Regions from separate parts of the Sus scrofa genome. Here region 2 is linked to region 1. The links are chromatin contacts, called in public HiChIP or PLAC-seq maps. All regions are on one chromosome and are shown on one strand. The core of a region is the stretch at or near the end of the contact, and the rest is flanking DNA. Distances in the headings are between cores, read along the strand shown.

Evidence for each region. HiChIP or PLAC-seq counts read pairs in DNA pulled down with a chosen protein or histone mark.
Region 2: an H3K27ac HiChIP or PLAC-seq map of skeletal muscle shows a contact between it and region 1. The contact joins the promoter of ATRNL1 here to the promoter of TRUB1 in region 1. A contact is called at or near these places in 2 of 47 Hi-C or Micro-C datasets (heart right ventricle and liver) and 2 of 2 datasets of contacts at active chromatin or transcription factors (alveolar macrophages and skeletal muscle).

The regions. Positions count from the first base shown.
Region 1 is chr14:125,259,133-125,264,566 of Sscrofa11.1, forward strand. TRUB1 (probable tRNA pseudouridine synthase 1) reads left to right here and starts at 3,010. Exons shown (of 10, transcript XR_001301213.2): 1 at 3,010-3,361. It overlaps LOC102160539 (a long non-coding RNA gene), which reads right to left and starts at 2,957. Exons shown (of 4, transcript XR_002338765.1): 1 at 2,894-2,957; 2 at 2,599-2,745; 3 at 674-779.
Region 2 is chr14:125,403,343-125,408,721 of Sscrofa11.1, forward strand. It overlaps ATRNL1 (attractin-like protein 1), which reads left to right and starts at 3,194. Exons shown (of 29, transcript XM_021074415.1): 1 at 3,194-3,850. The coding sequence starts at 3,555.

The DNA.
Region 1 (5,434 bases), core at 1,760-4,259:
TCTCTACTTTTCTGGGAACTGGCACTAATTCCCCTCTATCCACATGGTTTCTGCTAGAGTTTCCATGTTTATTCATTCCCTCATTCAACTACTATTTATTGAGTGCTGCAACTGACACTATTCCAGGTCCTGGAGATATAGCAATGAATAAAACATAAAAATTCCTCATGGAGTGCACATTCTGATGGAGGAAATAAGACAAACAAAATAAGTGAATATTTGGTATATCAGATGAAATACGCCACAGAGAAAACTCAAGAAGGAAAGTAAGCAAGGGAAGTTCTATGGTTGTGGAATAAAATTAGTGGAGCACTGTATTCTGTATGTGGTCAGGAGAGACTTCATCCAGGATATTTTTGGAATTGGATCAGAAGAGGATGGTTTAAACCAAGAATGTGGAATGTGGAGTAGAAAAAAAGTCTGTCTGAAGCAAAAAAGAAGAATGAAAAAGACACAAGAGAGTAGTATGATAGGTGGATGTGGCAGGAGAGAGGGAGATAAAGAGAGAGAACTTCCCAAGTCTGCAAAATATTCCAGTACATTCTGATAAACCCATTTAAAAAATCCTTTTGATAAGTTCAAAGCTGATACAAATCAATTTCTATCACTCTCAACCAAAGAATCCTAACTCACACATATATGAAGTAAGACAACTCATAAATGCAAGACTTACCCCATGTGGAAGATGTTGGTTACTTCAGAAAATTAGAGCTTGGTGCTTCTGATGCCAAGAATACATATCTGATAGCAGATAATTAATTTTGCTGTGACCTAGCATCCTAGAAATAAAATAGATAAGAAAAATCTGTTTCTCTGTTTTCTTTTAGTCAAATTAACTCTGGGAGTTCCCTCCTGGCTCAGTGGGTTAAGGATCTGGCATTGTCACTGCTGTAACTCTGGTTATAATTATGGCACAGGTTCAATCCCTGACCCAGGAATTTCCAAATACTGAGAGTGTGGCCAAAACCAACCAACCAACCAACCAAACAAACAAACTCTGATTCTGCACTGGGCTCGTGGGAAATTCTAACAGAAGCATTATTTTCACCCTGAGTTATGCCCTCCCTCCACCCCCACCCCCCCATCCTAGAGTCACAAGAGAATTCGGGAAGCTTACTGATATATGGACAATTGGGAGAAGGCTCTCTAATCTCCAAGTCATCATTCAAGCCTGCTATAAACTTTCTCTTAAAGTCTCTGGCTCTCTGCTTCTGTGTTAAGAAGAGAGGGCAGGAATTTTATTGAGGCTAAAGGATGCTTTGCTCCTGAGGATGTAGCTACTCCTTCTGAAGTCATGCAACCTTCCTGAAAAATGAACAATCTTGAAGCAGGCTCAGGTATCCACTAATCAAGAGACTTGTCAATCTTCAGTTTCTCTTTATTCTCTAACAATTCTCTTCTGTCCTCCAAGGCACCTCTTCCATAATGTTTTCAGTTAGCTCAGACTTTTTTTTTAGTCTTTTTAGGGCCGCACCCACGGCATAAGGAGGTTCCAAGGCTAAGCGTCTAATGGGAGCTGTAGCTGCTGGCCCACACCACAGCTGCAGCAACACAGGATCTGAGACACATCTGCAACCTACACCATAGCTCACAGCAATGTCGGATCTTTAACCACAGAGTAAGGCTGGGGATCAAACCCAAGTCCTCATGGATGCTAGTCAGGTTCATTTCTGCTGAGCCACGATGGGAACTCCTAGCTTAGATTTTTATAATAGATCACAAGAGTTATTTTGCTTCCTTCAGGAATTTCAGCTTTCTACCCTAAAAAACACCCCCTCTTTCCCCTGTTCCCCCACAAATGTGTTACTTCCCCTTTCTTTTTGTGATGTAATATACGTAACATAACATTTCCCATTTCAACCATTTTTAAGTGTACCGTTCTGTGGTATTAAGTACATTTACATTGTTGTGCACCCCAAAAATTCAATGAGAGCCTCATGATCTGACTAAATGGGGAAGAATGGACATATAGGAAGGAATAATTCTTGTTATTTAAAGCATTGTTCTTTCCTATTCTTGTTGAGTGAATGGGGGCAGGTTCAAATGAGATCCCATAACTGGTAATTCTGAGGAGCTAAGAGGCATTATTAGGATACTAGATATTAATGTGAAAAAGGACGATTGGGAGAAAGGGTGGTTGTAATGAAAGTTTTAGGAAAATGAAGACAAACTTATCTGTTCCACAATACTCATAATACCATTTAATGTTATCTGATGCAGAAGCAAAACGAAGAATTTTTCTCCACTTTGCCTTGTGCCAGGATCAGAACAGTGTACCGGAATATTGTTGAAGAGTGAATAACTTCTAAAATCTTTACTTTCTCAAATCGAAAGTAAAGTTTAATTTTATGAACTGCAATAAGCAAAGGATACGATCCACAGAAGCGTTAGTACTAAGTACCTTTGAAATCTTAAGAATTACATTTGAGTTGTGGGGGTTGGGAGGTGGACAGAAATGCATGAAGGGCATCAAAATTAACCCACGTGATTTAGCACTTGGCTTCTTTCAGAATCTATCTGTTCCCAAGTATTTATTTAAGCGCCTACTATGTGTGAGGCAGTGAAGATAAACGGGTTCTTTGCTCTAATAGAGCTTACCTTCAGGTATATTTTAATTCTAAACCATGAATTCAAGAGCAAACAAACTGAAGGAAGCAGTGAACCATAGGAGCTATAGTTCTTCACAAGCTGCAGCAGAAGTCAGCATTTTAAGTTTTCTATTCTGGATGCTGGGTCTTCTTAATTCTAGGAGCGAAGGAGAACGTGAAGAGATTTCTCGCCGAAAATACATAAGGACTTGATGTTCGGGTTCGGCAGCGCGAAATCACACCTGCGGTACCGAAGTAACCCCACCTAAGAAGCACAAAGGATTACAGGAGAAAAACTACTTCACCTCCACACTTCTCGGCCGGCACGGCAAAGCCGAGACTACAGTTCCCACAAGCCCTTGCGACCCCCGCTCTCCCCGCGCTGCGCAATTCCCAGCAAGAAAAAGACTGGGGATGTCGGGCGCGCTCCTAGGTGCGTCACTAGCGTGCGACTCCAGGATAAAAAACTGGTCTGGGCTGCAAAAATATGGCAACTGCTGAAGTGGCTGTGGTGTCGCCTTCGTCTTTGAATACAGACACAACCCCAGTCCCTGAAAGTGCAGGAACCGCTGCAGCAACGGCCGCCACCTCCTCGGCGACAACTGCAGCCGCGGCGGTTGCGGCCGTGGCCAGGACCGGATCCGAAGCCACGGTTTCCAAACCCACGATGGCTACTAAGCTGCTGTCCTTGAGCGGCGTGTTCGCCGTGCACAAGCCCAAAGGGCCCACTTCAGCCGAGCTGCTGAATCGGCTGAAGGAGAAGCTGCTGGCAGGTATTGCAGCCGGGTGGGGACCAGGCCGAGGAGAGGTGGTCGCCACGAGAGCGGAAACAGCATAGAGCACACTGGGCTTTTTGCACGCTCATGGCTCAGGAGATAAGAGGAAGGGAAAGGGAGAATGACCGCTGTATAAGTTTTGGACAGAAGTCTGGGGCATCTCCAGCTTGGACTTGTCCTGACGTGAACTCCTGTAGCCTAACTGGCAGTCGTCATTCTCAAGGGAAACAAGCAAAAAAACAAAACCCCACACATCCACAGATAAACCTCTGCTTTTGGACTTGCAGACGAATATTCTCTAATTTGATCCCTCAGAAGCCTTTTGTTTGGCTCACATAGATGAACCCTAGCCAAAGGAAACACTGGCTCTCTACCCTCCAAAGCTGCATTCTTAAAAATATGTTGGAAATGAGGATCTACTTAGTTAACCAAGACTTGGCACAGTGGTTTTCACGTAGTGGGCATAAGAATTATTTAGAGTCCCTTGTACAAATGCAGATTCCTAATCCCTGTCTTCTCAGAGATTGTGATTCTGAGGGCATGGGGTATTTTTAGGAAGCTGCATCTTTAAACTGTTGCTCCAGGTGATTCTGGTGTAAGTAGTGTGTGGATATTTTGACAACTACTAAATATACCTTGGTCACTTCTAAGAGCTTTCTTTTTGTTTGTTTGTTTCTTCATGTACACTGGGAGACTCTTAGAAGGATCTGTCAGTCATCACTCCCGTAGATCATTTCAGACAGTGGCGTCAAGGAACCTTAGATTTTTTTTGGACACCTGCAGTAAGCCAGATCTGTGCTAGCCTATAGGTGAGGATGAAAGACTGTCTCTTAACTGAGCTCACAGCAGTAATTTCTGCAGCCTTTGGTGATAAAACCATTTAACTAGGTTTTCAAGGCCCTTTGACTCTGGCTTATTTTTCCATTAAGCCAGTACAGGAAATTTCTTCTTTGTTTAGTGTCCCCTGGCAAGCATTACCCCACAGCCCCATTTTAATTGCAAAACCAAAATATTCTGGTAGGAATTTGTTAATTAAAACTGACACAATACAGTGTTTATTAGTAAAGGTACATTCCTGAAGATGTTTAATTCCTGTGTTATGTCTTCTTACTCTTTTGTTATACTTTCATTTTACTTTGTTGCCTATAAGGATGGGTTAAATAGGGGGCCTTGAAGGAAGGAATTAGACCAAGGAAAACCTTTGTGGTGTCATCATGGAGTTATTTTCTTCATACAGTTGCTTTCATTTGGTCTGATTTTTTAGCTAAATTGTCACTTTTTTCATCCTCAAGGTAGTGATTACCATTCTTTCTCTCAGACAGGTTTCTGATAGGATTAAAGTCATATCCTGGCCTTCTGGTTAATCTGCCTCCAAGAGCTGAAATTTCTTCTTGAAACTTAGTTAAAATTTATTGTGCCAAGGCTGTTGCTGGGCCATCTTCTGGAAGCAGCTCACTCAGAAGTAGACATTCTCATTACTCTCCATTTTTCTACTGCTTGTGATTGGCCTACTCTATATTTTTGTTGGCTAGACCAGGGTTTTCCAAATGCCATTCTAACTGGCTGTCAGAATTACCTGGGATGGTTCTTAAAGATACAGATTCCAGGACAGGAACTTCTAATGCCAGCCAGGTTTGACCACTGCTGATTTAGGCCACAGTCAGATTTCATAGCCTCTGTTAACCTTCCTTGCCTTTCCTTACATTAATTCATGTTATATTACAATCTCTGCTCTTGTCATTTTTGAATCCTTAAAGGCCTAACTTACAGTTTTATAGCTAGGAAAGAGATTAATAAATATTTATCCATGACCGGTACCAGTGGGGTGAACAAATTCCAGTATAGTAGAGACAGGGTGTCTTCAAACTTGAAAGAGGTAAATTTGAACACAAAGGGAAGACAGTCAATTTATGGGCCTCCATGCTTCAAGGGATGTCCAGTTAAAAGTACAAAGAGTCCCCCAAAATGTTTCTATACATACAAGGATGGCAGATCTGTAATGAGTTGCAAGTGAAGGTGAAGAGTCGAGCTTAGGCCTGGCCTTATGGGTTTGTGTTAAAGCATATGGTC
Region 2 (5,379 bases), core at 1,944-4,443, 140 kb after region 1:
CAGAGTACAGATCATTCTTCAGTCAAGCAACTGAGAAGGGGCTGCTTTGGCTCATTATTCCAAATAGGATCTTTTACTTTTTGAATAGCAATCAAGAGAGTAGTGGATCTATCATTTCTCTTGTTCTTTAAAAAAAAAAAAAAATCATTTGAATTTCCTTCAAACAATTTGGCAAGGTGAAGTCTTAGATTTTTGCCTTTTACATTACAGCACCATTGTTAGGTGTTTGAATGGAAATGAAACACATTCCCTCAAATATCTAAATGTCCTGATAAACAGCTAATTGTGGAGAAAATAAATATAGTTTTCTTCTCTTTCCCCTCGGAGTAATTTCAATAGCTATTTCCAACCTCAACAGTTTCATCCTACTTCAGTAAAACTGACTTTCCCCCCACTACCTCTTTGGAGTAAATTTTCACCTTTCTGCTGGATTTATGACTGCTATTACCAATACTATGAATTACTGTAGTGCTGTGTAGCACAGCTAGGATGCTGACTCTACTTCTTTGGAAAAAAGAGATAACATCATGGAGTTTTAAAATTTCTTGATCAAAGAAGGTACTGAAACATCCGTCAAGATTCTGGGCATGCTTTATCACTGATTTTTTTGTGTGGCCATTGTAAATCATTTACGTTTTCTGTGTCTACATTTGTAAAATATGTGACACGCAACTGCATATGGAACTCCCAATCTAGTGAGCCTAATAGAGATAGGCTTATCCAGAGGTAGAAATCATGTTTTATTCATCTTTGTTTTCTCTTGTTGAAATTGGTAATACTCAGTAAATGTTGACTGAAACAGTTTGAAAGAAAAATAGGAGATAGGGCAAGTGGAAATCCTATGAGATCCGTATGAGAATAATTTTATATAAATTTAATATATTCAGCTTGATTCTAAAGATTGAGAGGAGGCCTGTGGGGCTGCATGTTCTTCCGTGTAACGTAAAGTACTGAGCTGATTATAGTGGTCGGAAGATTAAAAGATATATATTTTTAATGGGCAAAGTCTTTGCTCACATATAGCCTACAGTCAGTCTGTGGCTGAACAGTGATCTCTCTTGTTAAAGCGGCTCCTCTCCACCCTTTGAATTAGTTACCTTCACACTCAGTGATGGTATTAAGAGCTTGGCCACTTTCCACACGTCTGAAAGCAACTCTAGATGTGCGAAAGATCCGGCCGACTAAACTTTGGCTGGACTGAGAAGAATGGAGAAGGCAGCAGTTCATGGATGGCTAATACTAAAAAGTCTTCTTCTGGATTTTACAGTCATAGAAATGAAAAAGTGCGATCCAGGACAATATCCTCCTTGGAATTGTTTCTCCAAAAGGTTCTCTTCCTCTTCTCCTCCATCTCGAGTAGTCTCTACGGGGCATCCTGATACGGAAAAGAAGTGAAAGGAAGGAGCTGTCCTAACTTTTAGGTTTGAGGATGACATTTCTGGTACTGCTGTTTTGGGGGAAACAGTGATTTGTTTGCCATATAAATGAGAATCATGGTTTTCCTTTTTCATTTTTTACTTTCCTAAGAACCACTTCTTTCTGGACTTTTTTTTTTTTTTTTCCCCTCCTTAAGTCACTGCTGAGGTATTTGCAAACCAAGCCAACACTTACATTTTATTCACCAAACTAGAACAAAGCATCTGCTAATAGAAACAGCCTGGTAAATAGTGGAAAAAAAGCACGGAGGTCAGAGGACTTAGGTTTAAGGACTTTCTGTTTAAAGCTGCATTCATTCCTTACTTCTAACCTGTCATTGACAAATCTTTCAACCTTTCTGAGTGTTTCTATCCACATCTGCAAAATGGGGTTAATGGAGGATTTCGTCTGCAAAGTGGGGATAACAGAGATTAAAAGAGATGATGTGGTACTTTATGCCCCAAATACACATAAATTCAGTCTTAACAATAATAATAGTACGACTGTGTGGTTACAACGAAAACTTTTTCTCCTTTTGCTGTCAGAAATGCCTTTGGTAGATTTCGATTTCTTTTTTATACTGCCTGCTCTCTCTTCTTTGGTGGGGATCCAGTAACAGGGGTGTAACTCGAGTATACATGGCTGCAATTTGTGTTCGGTTTCTTTTTTCCAAGGGTTCAAGTAGCCTGTTTAGAGAAGGCACAAAAGTGCAAAACATATGCCATCAAATCTTGGAAAGTCATCTGAAGGAGGAAAGGCTGTCGCTGAGGAAGGAAAAACAGCTCTTGTCTGGGCATCATTCCTGCTCTTCTGAAAAAGCCCCAATGTCGCAATATTTTTCAAGGCAAAATACTGTCCCAGATGGAGGAGGAAACACTGACAAGCAGAAAAGGAGATACCTGGGGTTAACAGGCAGCACCGGGAAGGGGCGGCCAGCCCCGGGCTCAGAACCTTTCAGCTCTTTGTTGCGGGCGGGGGAGTCATTACGTCCACGGAAGAAATGGCTCCCCCTGGGAGAGATCCCGCGCCGGAACCCGCTCCGCGACCCCGCAGTCCCTAGCCCCCGCCCCTCCCAGTTCTTGCGGACCCCACAGCGTGGTCGGACTGCGGTGCCTTTAAGACTTTTGCCTGCTGCACATGCTCAGCTCTTTGTGTGTTGTTGGAGTTTCTCTTTTTTAAGAAAAAACGAAGAAAAAGGCTGGAGGATGGGGTGGAGGAAGGGGGAAGAGCTGGGGAAAAAGCGCTGCACTTTTGCAGCTGTAGACGGCGGACGGAAAGGGCTTCTTTTCTGCTGAAGCTGCAAAGCCGGTCCCGATCTGATCTTTGGTTTGAGGGACTCTGGAGGCTTCCCCCGCGCGCCGAGGGGGAGGGCACAGCGGGCACACGGGTCACACCTGGGGGGCGAGTCTCCCCTCCGCCCGCTGGCCGGGCGGGGGGTGGGCGCGCGTGGGGGAGTCCCCGGTCCCTGTCAGGGCGGGGCGAGACCACGCGCCGGGCCTGGCGGGTGGGGGAGCGGAGGCGCGCTCGGGTTGGGGAGGCGGCCCAGGGCCCCTCCGGCCCCAGCTGCAGTCCCGGCGGCTGGCTAACGGTCCGGGAAAGAAAATGGCTACTGGGGGGCCACTGGGCGCCGGCCGGGCCTGGAAAGGCTGAACCTCGCTTCCCAGGTCCCCCCCTCCCGCGTTGGGCGCGCCCACCTCGGGGCTCCCGTGGCCCCCGCCCTCCCGGGTGCGCGGGGCTGGGAGCCGAGGCAGTTGGCGCGAGCCGCGGGCGAGGCGGGGCCGCGCGCGGGGTCCCCTCCCCCTCCCGCAGGTCCCCTTCCGAGCGCCCCGCTCAGCCTGCGCCGCCCGCTCCCTGCCTCCGGCCCGGCCCGGGGCGCCGCGGCGGTGGGCTCGGCCTTCTGCGGACAAGGTCAGGAGACGGAGAGGCGATGCCCGAGTGCGACTGGAGGGAGCCGAGCGGAGGCGACGGCGGCTGGGATCTGTCCCTCCTGACCGGGGAGCGGGACTGGGGCAGGCGCCGGTGAGGGGGAGGAGAAGCGGCAGCGGCGCAGTGTTCTTTCCTCCGGCCGCATTTCCCCAGAGGAGCATCCCTGTCGGCGCCCGCGAGCGTAGCCCCGCCGGGCAGGGGCGCTGGGGAAGATGGAGCCCGGGGTCCGGGCCCGCACTGGCCCCCCGCAGCCGGCGGCCCCGGGGCTGTGGAGGGTTCGGACGGCGGGCGGCGGCGGCGGCGGGGGCGCCTCCTCCTGGCTGCTGGACGGGAACAGCTGGCTCCTGTGCTATGGCTTCCTCTACCTGGCGCTGTACGCGCAGGTGTCCCAGTCCAAGCCGTGCGAGAGGACCGGCTCCTGCTTCTCGGGCCGCTGTGTCAACTCCACCTGCCTCTGCGACCCGGGCTGGGTGGGGGACCAGTGCCAGCACTGCCAGGGCAGGTTCAAGTAAGTGTCTTCGCCGGACCCCGAACCTCAGCCCTGCCCCGCACCCGTCGCGGCCTCCCCACCTCCTCTCGGTCCGGGGTCCCCCGGCTGGGAGCGACCCGCAGCGCGGCCTGCGCTGACCCCCTCCGGCCCCCGCGCCTCGGGGACTCCGGGCCCCGCTTCCAGCAGCGACCGCTATGCCGCGAAGCCTTTCCTGATGGTCCAGATGTCCGCAGCGACTCTGGTCCCTTCTCATCAACATTTCCACTCTCAGTTGCGGTGCCAAACACCATTTTGTTAGCACACTGTTTTTTAATCAAAAATTACGCCAGGAACTCGTGCATCACTTGCGCATTGTGAAACATACAAACAATACAGAAGTGTAAAGGTTAAAAGTTACGGTTTACCAGTACCTCCCTCTTCCCCCATTCTACTCCCTTTTATAGAGGTAACCACTGCTAACGTGTTTATTTGTAACTAAAGTGTTAGTTCAACCACTGCTAGCATGTTAGAGTGTATGATGGCCTTACCATGTGCCAAACATTGTTCCCAGCGTCTTACGTGGGTCATCTCATTTGTTCCCGTCAACTCTGTGAGTTACTAGAATTATTATACTGGTTTTACAGAGAGAAATCGAGGCAATGAATTTAAATAATTTGCTGAAGATTACACAGTATAACTGGCTGAGTTGTGATTCCAAATCAGCCACCCTAACTCTAGAAGGTTTACTTTCAGTCACTATATTACGTTGAATTTGCTAGGACAATCTTGAATTTCGAAATACAGGAATGACTTTGGGTTAGATAAAAGGAGGAAATACCCGGAGTTTTTAATGTGGTGGAGATAATAGATTTTTCTGATTATCTGACTATCAGCTGTTGTGTGGGAGCATCGCTTCAGTTTTTCTGAAGCTCTAGGCCCTTAGGTGTTTGCTTTACGGTGGGAGAGATACTTTCCCCCTATTGGTCGACGTCTATTACTGGCCTCCTGATAAGAAAAGAAATGGGTGATGTGGGGGAGCAGCAAATAAGATCTTACAGGCCAACAGGGTGTCCATCTGACGACTTGGAGTTAACCATCAAGTTGTCAATTTCTTAGTCTTATAGATACTTAAGTTTGGTGGCTGGGTTTGTGGCTCTGAAATGGCTACACAGTAACTATGTAGATTACTAACGCTTTCAGGATGATAATAGAATCTAAGTTGAAATGTCTCTTGGGTTCTAATGCAAAGGTAGGACTATAGTTCACCTTATATATCAAAGGAAAATTTCCTGGGAGTTTTCAACAGCATGTTTCCCTCTTTTCTTTCTCTCTTTTTCTCTCTCTCTTTTTTTTTTTTTTTAAACTTGTCCTTTAAGACAGTGCTCTTTAAGACTCATTGTAAAAATATATGTATTTTTAAAAATGAAACGTTATAATTAATTAGCTCTTACTGTTTAATTTACAGCAAGTTTTTAGAAGTGAAATCTCAGAATGAAGTTTTATGAAATTCATTTATAGTAGTAGGTCGAAATGTTTCCTAGCTTCATACTTGTACTCATTAGTATAGT